Linked DNA regions of Mus musculus: all the other regions are linked to region 3. Evidence: chromatin contacts called from public HiCAR-type and promoter capture Hi-C data. All regions are on one chromosome and are shown on one strand. The core of a region is the stretch at or near the end of the contact, and the rest is flanking DNA. Distances in the headings are between cores, read along the strand shown. Region 1 holds the start of Ces1g (carboxylesterase 1G). Region 2 overlaps Ces1h (carboxylesterase 1H). Region 3 holds the start of Ces1d (carboxylesterase 1D).

Region 1 (4,557 bases), core at 1,240-3,739, 140 kb after region 3:
GTTTCAAAATGCACAACATTCTGAGTTACTTCCCCTACCGTTGGTCCATGATTGTTTTAAGATCTGAGCTCTCACCTACTGCTCAAGCATCATGCCTGCTAGAGTGCTACCATGCCCCTTGACATGATGGTCATGGACTCATCCTCTGACACTGTAAGTCCCCATTCAAATTCAACTCTTTCTCCTATAATTGCCTTGGTCATGGTGTCTACACAGCAATAGAAAGACATCTAAAACATTCAGGAAGTTGGTGCTCAATTTATAAGAACAAGGTCCCCAAACAGGGCCCCAGTGGCTTACAAAGGAGGGTAGGAAGTGGTGTGCTTCACGAAGCTCCAGGGCTCTGCAGGCTCTGGTGGAGCAAACCTCAGAGATCCAAGAGGGGGCTTGGCAAAGGGGACTCCCAGGAAGACGGCCACAGGCTGTGAGAATCCTTCTAAGGTGACATACTTCCCCAGGACTTTGCCATGAACGGTGTGTACCACAGGCGGTAAGGATGGGTGTCCTGTTTGACAAGAGAAAATGAGGATGAAACAGAAGGGAAATGGTCAGACCTGGATTCCAGGCAGGCTTTGTCACTTTGTAGGCATGTGAGCTTAACTACTACCTCAACCCTCTAGGCCATGGCTTCTTTTCATGTAAGATGAAGGAAATTTTCTTCCTATATCAGAAGGATGATGGAAGGAGAAAATTGGAACTGGATGTATAAAATTAACCAAAGTAGTTGCAAAAAAAAAAAAAAAAAGTCCATTGTGAATAAACATATCATTTTCTTTCTCTCTTAGACACCGCTGGAGACATTTATCCATATCTCAGTGCTGAGCTGTGTGCTGAATGAGACAATGACCAACAGTGGCCCAACCCTTGGGAGGATGACCTCATGAGAAGGACCACAGACACACTTTCTTCAGATAATAAAGAGGTTGGGACTTTCGAGAAGGAAAAGAGAGATACAGAAATTAGAATGAATGAGGCCTTTTGGCTGGTGTCATCATTGAGAACATCAGACTCAGAGAAGAGCAGGGAGATGACAAAATGAGAGTAAATGAAGAATAAGCATGGAGCACAGAGGGCTAGAGACAGCACCATGCAAGGCACTTCTGGGAAAAGAAAATGGCATATGAATATGACCAGGTCAGTCCAAGGGGAGAGATTATAATCCTGTGTTATTGGGGATGTGTAAAGAAGGATACCAAATACCTAGTTAAGGAGCTTTATGTAGTGGGTAAATAATCACAATAAATAGCTATGGGATCACTCAGGTTCTAGAAGAGGCGAGTCATAACATTAAGCATGATCATGCAGAGGGAGAAAATTTGGGTATTGGACTTTTGCATAACTACTGCCTCAGCTCTATTCTTGCTCTGTGAAGTCTTTCCCTCATCTCCCCACAGCTTCTCATTTGTTCTCTTTCTGCCTGCTGTGGATCTCTGACTTAAGGTATGTTTTATTTGAGATGTTTTTCCTTCAAGGCCAATGATTTAACAATGCAACAAGCCCACCATAGTTTTGAGAGTGTCTGTTATCAAGAGTAGCTGATAGTGCTATAAACAGTGTTATAAAAAAATCATGCCATGCACTGAGGAAAGCCCTATGCTTAGTCTCTTTGCTTTTAGGTTACCAGACACAATGAGGTATCTTTCCTGAGACACATATGTGTTAAAATGTCCATAGGTAACAGCATTGCTATTTTGTGTGACTTCCAAGATTCTATGCTATAGTAGACACTTCTATAATGAGAGGAAAGAGTTACGCAATGATCTGGAGATGTATATCAGAAATTTATAGACTAACTTCTAAATCTTCAAATTCTCTGAAATTATCCCAACTAGGAAAGGCTACATCACTGTCCCCTGTCTCCCCTCTTCTTTCCAGGGTAAACCATGACAAAGACCTTTGACAGCAGCTTCCATTCTGCCTCAGCCTTCTTAATAACCCAGTGCATCTCCCTCTGCCATAACTTCGTTGCTTTGCCCCACCCCTTTTCGGGAAATTTTCAGGAAGAAATTACCTTTTCAATGCTCAACAGTTCTTGGCTAATTCTACAAGTCAAACTTCCTATGGATATACTCTACTTTAAAGCACATATATATATATATATAATATCCCCTAGACCAGCCGGTATTCAGAGTGTTACAGAAAATTGTTCATTTCACACTGGACTGCAACCCAATGGGGAAGAAGCAGGCACGGCAAAATTAAATTCCTCACTCAAGGACATAAAACTCCAAAGCCCTCAGCTTAGAGTAACTGGTGTATTCTGTCCATGTCTGGCGGATGAACACCTCTAAGAAATGGGATCTGTTTTTAATTTTCCTGAATGCATCTGCATTCACCAAGGCCCAGGACAAAGAATTTCAAATGTGCACCCGGAAGTACTCACCCAGACTCAAGCAAGCAGTGAGAGAGATCAGACTCAAAGCACAGAGCCACATCATGGAAGAATAGCAGCTCTGGGGTCTAGTGAGGTGTCTGGTGGTGGAGATAATGCACTGATCCTGCCCCACAGCTATAAACTCATGCCTGAAATCCTGCCCACTAAGCCAATTTGCATAGAATCACCAAATGAAAATTCCTGACTGAGAGCTCTCTGGGCGCCTAATGGGACTTCTTAGTCACACCGACCTAGAGTTTAAACAAACTCTCTCTCTTATTTGACCAGCCATTGGACAGCTCTCAGATAACAGAGGTCCATAAACTAACCAAGGAACATCTTACATAATGTTTCTCCCCTTTGGAATTCAAACCTCAGTGTTCTGTCGGCCTCCCAAAGGCAGAGAGTAGCACAGCAGGCCTTCAGACAGGGAAAAGCTTTGATTTGACATCTCCAGTAAACAATGATAAATTTTAGAACAAATCAAAACCTCCAAACATCTCAGATCCATGATCTGAATACATCTCTTGGCATCCCTGGGCTTGTGCTTCCTTGAGTTCTAGACCCATGGTTGGTCTTTATACTTTATCCAGGGTCTGCTGATGTCTAAATACTGCCCTTACAATACTCCTATCAAGTGCTCTGTCTTCTTCTACTCTACTCTAAGGTCAGAGAGATCACTATTTTAAAGAACAGGGGTTTGGAGACAGTTTCTCCCCATAGTAGGTATCCCTCCATAGTCTAATTATCTGCCTATTCATTATCCGTCCATTATTCAAACATTAACCACAATGACTAGCATTTCCTTCTACAGGAAAGAAAATGGGAAAGGAAAACTGCAAGCCTAGCACTCTATTACCACCCTCACCCCCACCCCCAGATATCTGTGAATGTAGTTTTCTTCAGTGAGAGACTAAACTGCCCCACACTCATGTAACCAAGGCAACATGTGCAGCATCATTTTCTAATTTAGCTATGTGTTTGGGGTTCTGTTCTGCCTAAGGGTCTACAGTATCTTCTTTAAAATCATTTGTAGGCAGTATTGTGGCACTTTCATAAATATGCCTTAAATTTATTTCCTTTTTTGTCCTCCTCCCACTTTGCCCTCGCACACCCTTCTTGTTTATCCCTGTTCTCCTCCCAGCTGGCTAACCTCTGAGCTTTTGTGCCATGTGGGTTTCTGACCTAGGCCAGCAATTCATTCCTGAATGATAGAGTCCTGAGAAACAAGGTGCAGGGTGTCAGAGTTAAGGAGATAGAAAAGATGGGCTTAAGAAATCTTACACAAGCAGTGGGTTATGCCAAGCAAATTTACTAAGAAGTATAGCATCTTATATACTATCCCTGGGAGAGAAATCAGATAGAGCCAGCAGAAACAATCTTACAATGAGATGAAGTCAGCAGGAAGTTAATCAAGCAATGTTGCAAAAGAGAAATGCAGGGTATCTGAAAAGCTTGAGACCAACACACAGTGGCATTGGGACTTGTAACCATAAATATAGAAGGAAGAATTAGGTTTTCAGGATCCAAAGCCACAGCTTCCCCAAGGTGCTGGATCCAAGCCATTAATGTCTCTACTAAGTAAATTCTTGGTTTTAGATAAGTAAATGTGTTCCTTCTCCTACATCAGGAAAAAGCTCTCATGTCCCTGGGTTCAGGCTATTACTGGCTCTGCCAAACTTGTTCCTGGTTTAGAGAAAGAGCTATGTTCCTTCTCTATACATTAGGGCTTCTGAGAAAGCCTTGAATCAGTCGAGCCTTCAAGATTTTCAATGATCTCAACTCTCTAAGGATATTTTCCTCATTTATAAGAGTCCCATCTCTAGTTACTGTCCTCTCCCTCCCTCTCCCCTTCCTTGCCTCGCCCCCTCCACACACACACAATTCTAAATCCCACATGTGAAAATAGCATGTATACTATAGATCTAAGACCCAGCAGCCCTTTGGAAGAGAGAAATCCATTTTCTGTTAGGGTAATAGTCTCTGCTGAATGTCAGGTGAAGACAGATTAATTTGTTTCTAAATGTCTTTATTTCCTTGGCTGTAATATAACTAAGCTGTTTAAAAACAAAGACACAACTAAAACGAGTTGGGAGCACAGAACCAGGCTAACCTGGGTAAGGACACAACAATTGGCTATCCAACACCAAATGATCAGCCCTGAAAGCATACACACAAGTAAC
Region 2 (4,584 bases), core at 1,292-3,791, 160 kb after region 3:
CCTATATATGTATATATAAGTGTATATATGTATATATAATATATAATAAATATATATTAGAGAAACAGACACCCTAAAACACATCTAATTACACATCTGGTAGATGCCCAGAGTGTGTCACAGTAGACATTGAAGTGGGCCAAATCACATGAACTGCTGAGAATTCAGGTATTAAAGAGGTTTGCAAAAGAATTTCTTTAAGTAATATATTATAAGCTATAATATAAGTAAAACATAACTTTTAGATAAGTAAGTATGCATATAGACAAATTCATGCACATGACATCTGACTCATAGTCGGCAACAGCTTGACCTTATCCTAACTCACATTCTAATATGTAATTTTAAATGAGAAATCAAACAGTGGCATTTGTATCTTCGAGTTGGGGAACTTCGGTGACTTATTTTTCTGAGTTATATTAGTGGCCAGCATCCTGATGCAAAGTATTGCTTGTTGTCTGTGAGTATATACATTTCATCGTGTATGCTGGTGTGGAAGAAAGGCTGGGCACTTGACAGTTTAGCTCATTCCTGTCACTGTGAGTTGGGGAATGGATATTAAGAGAGGAGAAATGTTCTCAGGGCCACAGGAGGCAGACTGGAATCACAAGCACACAGGGATCAAAGCACCATTACCTCTTAAAATCGGGGCACCAAAGACAGAATAGACTTCATCTCCATGGTCTCCAGTCACTGTCTTGGGTTTCAATTCTGATGAGAAGCTTGGACGAGACTGAAATTCGTACATGTAGGTTGGGGCTCCAGCATCTGGGAAGACATGGAGTCGTGTACAGTTCATCTGATTAGGTGTGTGCTTGGATGCTATAAAGGCTTCTACTGGTGAAGGACCCTCTGGTCATCAGCAAAGCAGAACTCTGTCAGTGAATCACCTGAATGTGCTTGAGGCTGCTTAACAAGAGCAGGTAGAGGTGGTATTTGAGTCAGACATTCATGGACATAAAAGTTAAGGAAGAAAATGCACCCAAAACCAAAGCAGATAGGTAGTAATGGGAAGGCGCTGGCTCACAAGAAAATCTACAGCCTACTAAGTGTCTCCCATTCAGACTCTGAACATTCCCCACGATTTGCTCACTCATTTCCAGGAGTGTAAAGCAAATTCAAGTAGTTGCTTGAAAGTGTTAGTTATGATTTTTAAAATATTTACTAATATTACATTTTAAAATTCGTTAACTGCTTAATGCTATAAGTGGGCATAAGAGTAATAGGTTTCATTGTTATATTTCCATACATATTGGGTTTGATTAATTTCTTTCCCCCACTGCCCTCCTTCACACTCATTCTATATCCTTGCTTGTCCTCTTCCTTCTGACAATACCATTTATTCTACTTTCAGAACACATGTATAATATCATCCTCTTCCTTATTTCCCTTGCTTAACATTTCCTCTTTTCTTCTTGTTTTTATTTCTATCTAGTTTCTCCCCGCATACACACATATATAAAAATGTAAATCTAGCCTCTACATATAGGGGGATATGCACCATATTTGTCTTCCTATGCCAACTTTATTTCACTTAGCCTGATTTTCAGTTCCATCCATTTTCTTGAAATTATCATGTGTATTTTCTTCATAAACTTTCATTGTGTATATACCCCGTTTTGTTTACTCCATTTATCCATTTTTGAACATCTAGGCTAGTTCTACTTCTTTGTTGTCAATGGTGTGGTAATAAAAATGAATATACAAGTTTCTCTGTGGCAGAACTTATTAAAATTTAAATATATGCAGAGATGGAATAATCAATCTTTCATGTCTCGGAGATACCATTGTGTATAAAGATGCCATTTGTAACAGAAATAAATAAACAAAAACATATGCAATTGAGAACTATAGACATGTCTTATAAAAATTCGTAGAGATTTTAAGGTGAAGTAAAAAGATATTAATGAACAACATGAAACCTGTTAGCTCAAATGTCAAAGATTTAAATAGAATCTGGGACACACTAGAACTGTAACGGTCATGCAAACAGCAAGTGGATCCCAAGTCCTAACATTAAAAGATAAAAGTAGCACTGACAACTCTATCTAAAACAAATAATCTATGGCTAAAATAAATTGTCCTTGCAAAATGATATGAATTCTGACATAAAAGATATGAAGTTCGTGGTGTGAGCCCAGGAACTAGAACAAACTAAGCCTAAAGCTAAAGAAGGGAGCAAATGAAGGTCAGACAGAGATTCCCTATGAGGGCTGAGACTGCAGCCAATGGCAGAATGCTCATCTAAAATGTCGGAGGAACTGAGTTAAATAGCCAGAGAGAAGTGGTGAGGGGTGGGAGGCAGAGAGAAACAGATTTCTGAGAGTATCAAGGCTTAAAAGTTTTTTGTTTGTTTGTTTGTTTTAGGATAAAAAATAAGGCAAAGTTTAGCTAGATCCACAAACACCCCCCCAAAAAAAATCAATGGAGAATCAAATAGAGAAAATCATAAATGAAAGAGACCTTACACTAGATGCCATGGGAATTCAACGGATAATGTGATATTATTACAAACAATAATAGGAACACAGATTGGATCACACATAAGAAGCAGGTAAACTATTAATTCAATAAAGCCCACCAAAGCTGAACTAAGGAGAAACAAGCAGTCTGGAGATTAATGATGAATGAACTTGAGCTAATGATTAAAGTTTTTCATTGAGAAAAAAATAATGATTTCCCCAAAGGGTAGTTACAAATATTTAAAGAACTGAGAACCAAATATCTCAAATTCTCATCAAATCTCTTCAAAAGTAAACAGAACATTTCCAGTTTCTTTCCCAGGAAGACATAATAACACACATTTAAAAATAAGGCAAAGTGCTACAAGAAAAGAAAACTACACCAAAGTCCTTAATAAACATATATGGAAAAATACTCAGCAGAACACCAGCAAACCAATTTAACAACATATTGGAAAGATAATTTACCATGGTCAAACTTGGACTTGTGATACATACCAGTTTAACATACATGGGAACTGTGCTATATCATGTTACAGGCAGAGAGACAAAAACAGTTACCTCATTACAGGCATAAAAATGTATTTGATAAAATTCAACTTTTGTAAGAGTGTTCACCAAATAAGAGAGAGATAGAGTGTATTTTAACATAATAAAGGTAATATACAAGAGTCCCTGTGCCAACATTGTCCACAACAAGGAAAATATTTTTCTCTAAAACTTGGAACAAGACAAAGATTACCTTGCACATACCTTTGATTCAGCACAGGGCTGGAAGGCTACCTCAACCAGTGACAAAAGGAAAAGAAAGCATCCAAATTGGAAATCAGTGTGTGCAACAATGTCCATGGACAGCACATTTCTACAGGTAGAAACCCTATAGACTCCCCAAGTACTTACAAATAATAAGTGAATAGAATACATTAAAGCAGAGAAAGGAAATCAGCAAACAAACATCATATAGTATTTCCACATATTAAAGGTAAATCGTGCCACTAGGGGCAAGTCCTTGGAAATACAGCTTTACTGACCACCGCCTTCATCTTACTTTCTCTTTGCTTCTTATGTGCCATGAAATGAGCATGTGTGCTTCACTGTGCTCCCCAAAATGATGTCGAGTCTCACCCCAAGGACACAACAGTAGAATCTATCTAATCATTGCACACTGAAACCATGCCCCAAATAAGTCTCTCTCCCTTCATCATGTTTATGTTAGGTGTTTTGCGTGGGCAAAGAAGCCTGACTTCTTCTATATCCAGTACTGGTAACACCAGGAGACCTTTTGTCTCAAGGTTTTCCCTGGTCACTATAAACTATTTTGTCTATGTGTGCAGCAAATCAAAGCACACCAATGACTAGTAAGTAACCCTCCCCCACGGCTCAGATGGAATAACCCTAAGACCTATCTTCTGATTACTCTCAGAGTTCTGCAGCACCAAATGCACACAGGGGGCATGTGCTTAGCAGTGCATCATTGATTGGCCTCCATCTCCTTCCTAGGTCACTCCTCATCTCCATCAGTGACCTTTCCTGGGATAAACTCATGAATTCACTGCTCACATCTACATCTCACCATTGGATTCCACTACTTACAGAAACTGAACAGAACAGAGTCCTTCCTGAAGCAAACTCTGAGGCCTCCACCACAAGAAGCTTTCATTTGTCTATCCTGAGAGGTGAAATATATAGAGATCAAAGCAGGTCTTTGGCTTCCATACAACCTGTTTGACTCACCTCTGTGGCCACGAGACACAATCACAGATGGTATACCAAACATCACATCCCCAATCAACTGTAGGAGCCAGACTCTATTTTGGATGGGGTCATCTGTGCCTTTTGAGTATTTCTCAATGGCAACTGGAATTCCATCCTCTGGTATGTTCTGAAACAGATGAAGAAAGTGACCACCTCCAACTGATCAGTGTGTTTGTTTGTTTGTTTGTTTGTTTGTTTGTTTCTAGCCAATCGCGAAGGCTGGGTTAATTGTGAAATTCTGGGCCCTGTATAAATCCCTTCTGAGGTGATAGAATCAGAAAGTTGGAAAAAAAATAGGTACAGAATCCCTGTGTCAGTCATTTTCTGAAATTGCAATGGTCTATAATTTGGCCCAACTCCTCAGCCA
Region 3 (4,930 bases), core at 926-3,425:
GAATGAGAAAGGGTGCTGTGGCTCACAGACAGCACACAGCCAAGCTGGGAAGGGTGGGTGCCCTATGACTGTCACCAGGAGGAGTCCAGGACAGAGAAAGGTAATCCTGGAAGAGAAAGAACACACCAGGGAAGACCCTGGAGGACTGAGTAAGGGGCTGGATTTTACTTAGCAAACAAATAAGCAGCAGAAATAGCTCTGTGGTAAAGCAGACAACACACTTCTAAAACCTTCTTGGGGGTTCTGAGCATGGTCTTCCAGGTAAGAGAGACTGGGCATCAAAAACATTTACCCTACTGCCTCTATTCTTGTAGAACAGACAGTCTTTGCAGTATCCTCACTCTTCTTCTATCCATTGTGGGACCTGCACAAACCAACTTGGTCCTTCTTTACATGGTTGGTGGACTTATAGACACTTGGTCATGGCTCCCCTGGTGTCCTCTTTGTCTGACCTCAGGGGCCTCAGTTTGTGAGAACATCCCTCATTGGGTAGGGCCTTTGAATTTAGACAAGATGTCATTCTTCCTCAAAGCTTGTGGCCAGAAAAGACAGGAAATTTCCAAATTTAGTGGGAAGTGGTCACTAGAACTGAAAACTCCTCATTGGAATCCAGCCTCTATGTCACATGCTATCAACAGCCAGATGCATACTGTGAATATTCAAGTTGTTGTTACTAGTTATTACAAAGAACGATGAACTTTCTGGTAGACATGTACATACAAAATCTACTTTACGATATTCTGAAAGACCATGGAGAATGGGATAAGATGCTGATATGTGTTCAGCACTTCTAAGAGGTGAAGGAGGGTGAAGCCTGAGGAGAAACGCCTGGGGTAGGCTTTGTCAGCTCGGTGATGGTCCACCGTGAAGTGGGTAGAAACAGATTATCTGGGGTCATATTCCTGCGTCAAGTGGATATACAGCAATGGCACAAATATTATGTAGTTATGTATTTAAAATTGTGTAATATCAGAGTGCAATACGGAACATTTGCTCTGTGCCCAGGCACATTCATTCTCTTTACATAATTTCTCAAAGAGGCCTTGCCAGGAGAGCAGGCAAGATTTCAAAGCACCAAGCATTGACTGTAAAAAGGTGAAAACAGGGTGACATTACAGGCTGGGGGAACTGGAATCCCCAGGGTGTAACTAATGTGGGTCCCATCCCCCACCTTATCTAAGTCTCCTGCCTGGGCCACCCACCTGTCCTGATCTCTAAGATCTAGTCATCAAAAAACCCAAACAAAGTCCTATATCCCCCAAACCTCCCAAAGAACTCCATGTAACCGCCCCCTCCACCCCATGCCACCTCACTCCTCTCTTCTTTTCAGGTGAAACTACAACAATGGCTCTTGCTTGCCCGGTCTCTCCGCTGCCCTGGCCTCCTGACTAACCTCATTGTTTCCTCTTTTACACCATCCCTGTGACCTGTCCCTGCCTTGTGGGAGCTTCAGTGTAACACCATCATCTCAATTGTCTGATTTAAGCACGTTGTAATTTTTATTAATCCATTACGTTTTCAGCCAAACCTTTTGCCTACCTTTTAACCTAACTTACCCTCTGGACCCAGAGCAGAAGCAACCGCTCTTTTTGTCCTCAGTGAAAAAGGCACTCCTGTCATCTCTGCTTTAAAGGTGGGGGTTCCCTAGTCACTGTATCACCCAGGCTTTGCAAACTTTAGGATATCAAGTTGGAGTTATTGATTAGGAGCCAGATATAAGGCTGGCTCCTGAGTTTATGCTTTCCATGTTCTGCTCAGCCTCTCTCTCTCTGACCTGCTTGCAACTTGACAAAGAATCACAGGGAAGCAGCCTGATCCTTCTTCAGCTCTCCTGTGCCTCCTATAGCTGGGTATCCCAGTGTCCATCCTCCTCTCTGTCTCTGTGGGAGTCAAGTTCTTCGGACTTTGATGCACCCCTTCAAGTGCAGAAAGCAAAACTCACCAAGGGACTGGACTATTTTGTCCACAGCATTGCCCATTGTGCCCAGAACAAAGACTGAAAATGTACACACAGACATTTGTAACCCAGAAGAACTTACCCCAAGCTGTGCACGCAGCAAGAGAAAGCCATATCAGAGGGTAGAGGCCCATTGTGGAAGGACAAGGGCTCTGTGGGTCTCTGAGCTATCTGCTGCTTTAGCAATGCTTCTGTTGTGGACCAGGGGACCCGCCTCCTTAAGTCTTGCTCAACCAGCTCAGTTATGTAATCTAAGCTTAAAAAAAAAAAAAAAAAAAAAAAAAAAAAAAACTCTTCCTTCCAAAGAGCTCTCTGGGTGTCAGTTGGGCCCTCCAAGCCACGCCCACTAGGAGTTTACCCACTTTTATCTGAACAGTCAGTGCCCAGTACTCAGATTACAAGTGGCCAGAAACCCATCCAACAGCTTCTTACATAAGCACCTCTCCCTGCAGCACTCTCACCTCAATTCAGTGCACCCTGACCTCTCAAGAGCAGACAGCAGCAGCCAGGTGCCTGCAGGTAGTGGGAAGTGTTGTTCTGGGGTCCTTCTACAAAGCTCTGCTCAGCTGGGATGTGAGGACGGACACATTTCACAGCCTTCCTGGACCTGCATGTCTTAGAATCCATACTCTCGAGTTAGGAAGGGAACTCACACTCTACCAACCTTTAGAGGATTCCTAAATTAAGTTTGTAGTATTCCTGCCAAGTGACCTGGCTGGGCACGGTGCATACTTAGGTTCAAGGAAGTTTACCAGAGAAAGAACCTTTGGACATAATGTTCATGTAGGAAACAAACTCCGCTGGCAACAATCCTTGCTTCTAACCATCCATGCATACACGTACACACTGATTCTTCAAACATTGCCAAAGCGCATGGCCTCCCTTTTCATGGGAGTGTACAACAGCAGGTGGGTCAGTGCATCTATGCAATTGCTGACCCTAGCCTATTCCAGCAGTGTAGCCTCTTCATACTTTCATGTTTGGGTACCTCTTTTCATTCCTCTGGTGTGTATTTTGGTTCTTTCATCTAATCATTTATTTTTAAGTTCTCAGGATGCATTACTAAGTTATTTGTTTGATTTTAGAAATCTTTAATTTCTTTAAGATCAAATCTCTTTGACAGATCCATTTTGGAAAAAAATAGTTGACGTAAAATAGTAGTGAGCTGATAAAATAATAGACATTCTACAGCTCTGGAAGGGTTCAAGTCCATTTGATGCATAATTATATCTTCTTAAAGACATGAGACTGTAGTTACTCATGATATAGAATTTCCTCCCGAAGTACTTCTGTTTTATCTGGGTTCTGTATGTTGTATCTCCATTTTCATTTCATTTAAGGAATTTTTCAACCTTCTCCCTCTTCCCTCTATTTCATCAATGAATGTACTTAAATTCACACAGTGGAAGGAGAGCACAGAATCTCACAAATTGTAGTTGAGTTTCTCACCATGAGCAGCAGGGTACTTTGTGACTGGAGTCATTTGAAACCCCTCAGAGACCTTGATCACTAGAATAAGCTGGCACAGGCAGCATCACTGTTATCTTTACAGCCATACCTGGGCTGAACTGGTGGTGGTATACATCAGGGTGGTATGCACAGGTTTGTTTTGCCCGCTAGGAGGAGTGGAGTTGTGATATGTGGTGCTGGCACAACAGACACAGAGTGTGATGGGGGAGAGGTAGACTAAAACTGTATCCTTCCTGGCCACTGGCCACTGGGTGTACTGGCAAGTCTCCAGCTCAATCACACTGCCTCGCTCTGGGTTTACTGGCTGGATTCCTGCTGCACATTACTCTGGGTTTATTGGCTGGATTCGTGCTGCACGTTACTCTCAGTAGGTTGTTGTGAGTTTGTGTTTTCTTTTGCTTTGCTTTGCTTGTTTTTCTTTTCGTCTGGAGGAAACAAACTCTCGAGGCTGACTCCCAGGCAGAGTTTTGCCGTGAGCTCATGAGATATGAAAATGGTGGAAGCAGTTCTCCCAGAGTAGCAGTTTCAGACTCTAATTCTTTCTAATTGTGTCTTTGTCTCTGCTGAAGACACCCCACTTGCAGGGCGTGTGCTTTTCCTATACACTTATTTGAAATTTCCAGTCTGCTTGATCCAACACTTGTGTCCAACACTCAGTCAACATGGGCTGATCATGTTGTCTCTTGTTAGTGGAATTTTTCTTTTCCAAGTCTGTCATTTTTGCATTTAATATTTGATACAATGCCTACCAAAGAAAGAAAGAAAGAAAGAAAGAAAGAAAGAAAGAAAGAAAGAAAGAAAGGAAGGAAGGAAGGAAGGAAGGAAGAAAGAGAGAGAGAGAGAAAGAAAGAAAGAAAGAAAGAAAGAAAGAAGGAAAGAAAGAAAGAAAGAAAGAAAGAAAGAAGGAAAGAAAAGGGAAGAAAAGGAAAGGAGAGGAGAGGAGAGGAGAGGAGAGGAGAGGAGAGGAGAGGAGAGGAGAGGAGAGGAGAGGAGAGGAGAGGAGAGGAGAGGAGAGAAAAGGAAAGGAAAGGAAAGGAAAGGAAAGGAAAGGAAAGGAAAGGAAAGGAAAGGAAAGGAAAGAAAAACTGAATAAATGGTATCTGTGAATCAACAGGAGTGTGGTTGGGTTTTGCTAGTCTGATGAAACCCCAATTCTGGTTCTTTTATGTGGTGTATGTGTGTGCATGTGTGTGTGTGTGTGGGGGGGGGGATGTGCATGTGTGTTTGTGTGTATGTTTTAAAGAGCTTGAGTATTTGTGGTGTAGTATGCAAGTAGTATAGGATGTACAGAGTATAGGATTTTTTGTGCTCTCCTTAGCTACCACAGTCCACCACCTCCTCCAGACTATGCTAATGTTAGCCGGTGCTTTGTTTATGCTTATTCCAAAGGGCTCATACCCTGCTCAGTGCACACACCCTTCACAGGGGTCTTTCCCATGATTTTATTTTCTTGAGTAAGATTTCTGAGACTTGGTGTCCAGGAGCTGCTAATTTAAATGTGGT

Evidence for each region. Promoter capture Hi-C pulls out the DNA fragments that hold promoters and counts their contacts. HiCAR-type assays count read pairs that join an accessible place to other places.
Region 1: a promoter capture Hi-C map of liver shows a contact between it and region 3. The contact joins the promoter of Ces1g here to the promoter of Ces1d in region 3. A contact is called at or near these places in 14 of 39 promoter capture datasets (the 3T3-L1 cell line, 3T3-L1-derived adipocytes, cranial neural crest and 8 more), 1 of 484 Hi-C or Micro-C datasets (liver), 1 of 115 datasets of contacts at active chromatin or transcription factors (liver) and 1 of 9 other capture datasets (adipose tissue).
Region 2: a HiCAR-type map of kidney shows a contact between it and region 3, with 4 times the contacts expected there. The contact joins the enhancer-like site here to the promoter of Ces1d in region 3. A contact is called at or near these places in 5 of 39 promoter capture datasets (embryonic stem cells, epiblast stem cells, liver and 2 more) and 1 of 115 datasets of contacts at active chromatin or transcription factors (kidney).

The regions. Positions count from the first base shown.
Region 1 is chr8:93,334,720-93,339,276 of GRCm38.p6, forward strand. Ces1g (carboxylesterase 1G) reads right to left here and starts at 2,490. Exons shown (of 14, transcript NM_021456.4): 1 at 2,384-2,490; 2 at 301-505. The coding sequence starts at 2,435.
Region 2 is chr8:93,352,805-93,357,388 of GRCm38.p6, forward strand. It overlaps Ces1h (carboxylesterase 1H), which reads right to left. Exons shown (of 14, transcript NM_001370830.1): 11 at 4,197-4,344; 12 at 637-768. Among named protein-coding and RNA genes, the nearest start is that of Ces1g, 18 kb to the left of the region's middle. Within about 2 kb of position 2,542, at least 1 of the 459 cell types and tissues checked has an H3K27ac peak or open chromatin away from gene starts, as enhancers often do. A contact at or near this core is called in kidney, where this site is marked.
Region 3 is chr8:93,195,629-93,200,558 of GRCm38.p6, forward strand. It overlaps Ces1d (carboxylesterase 1D), which reads right to left and starts at 2,176. Exons shown (of 14, transcript NM_053200.2): 1 at 2,040-2,176. The coding sequence starts at 2,091.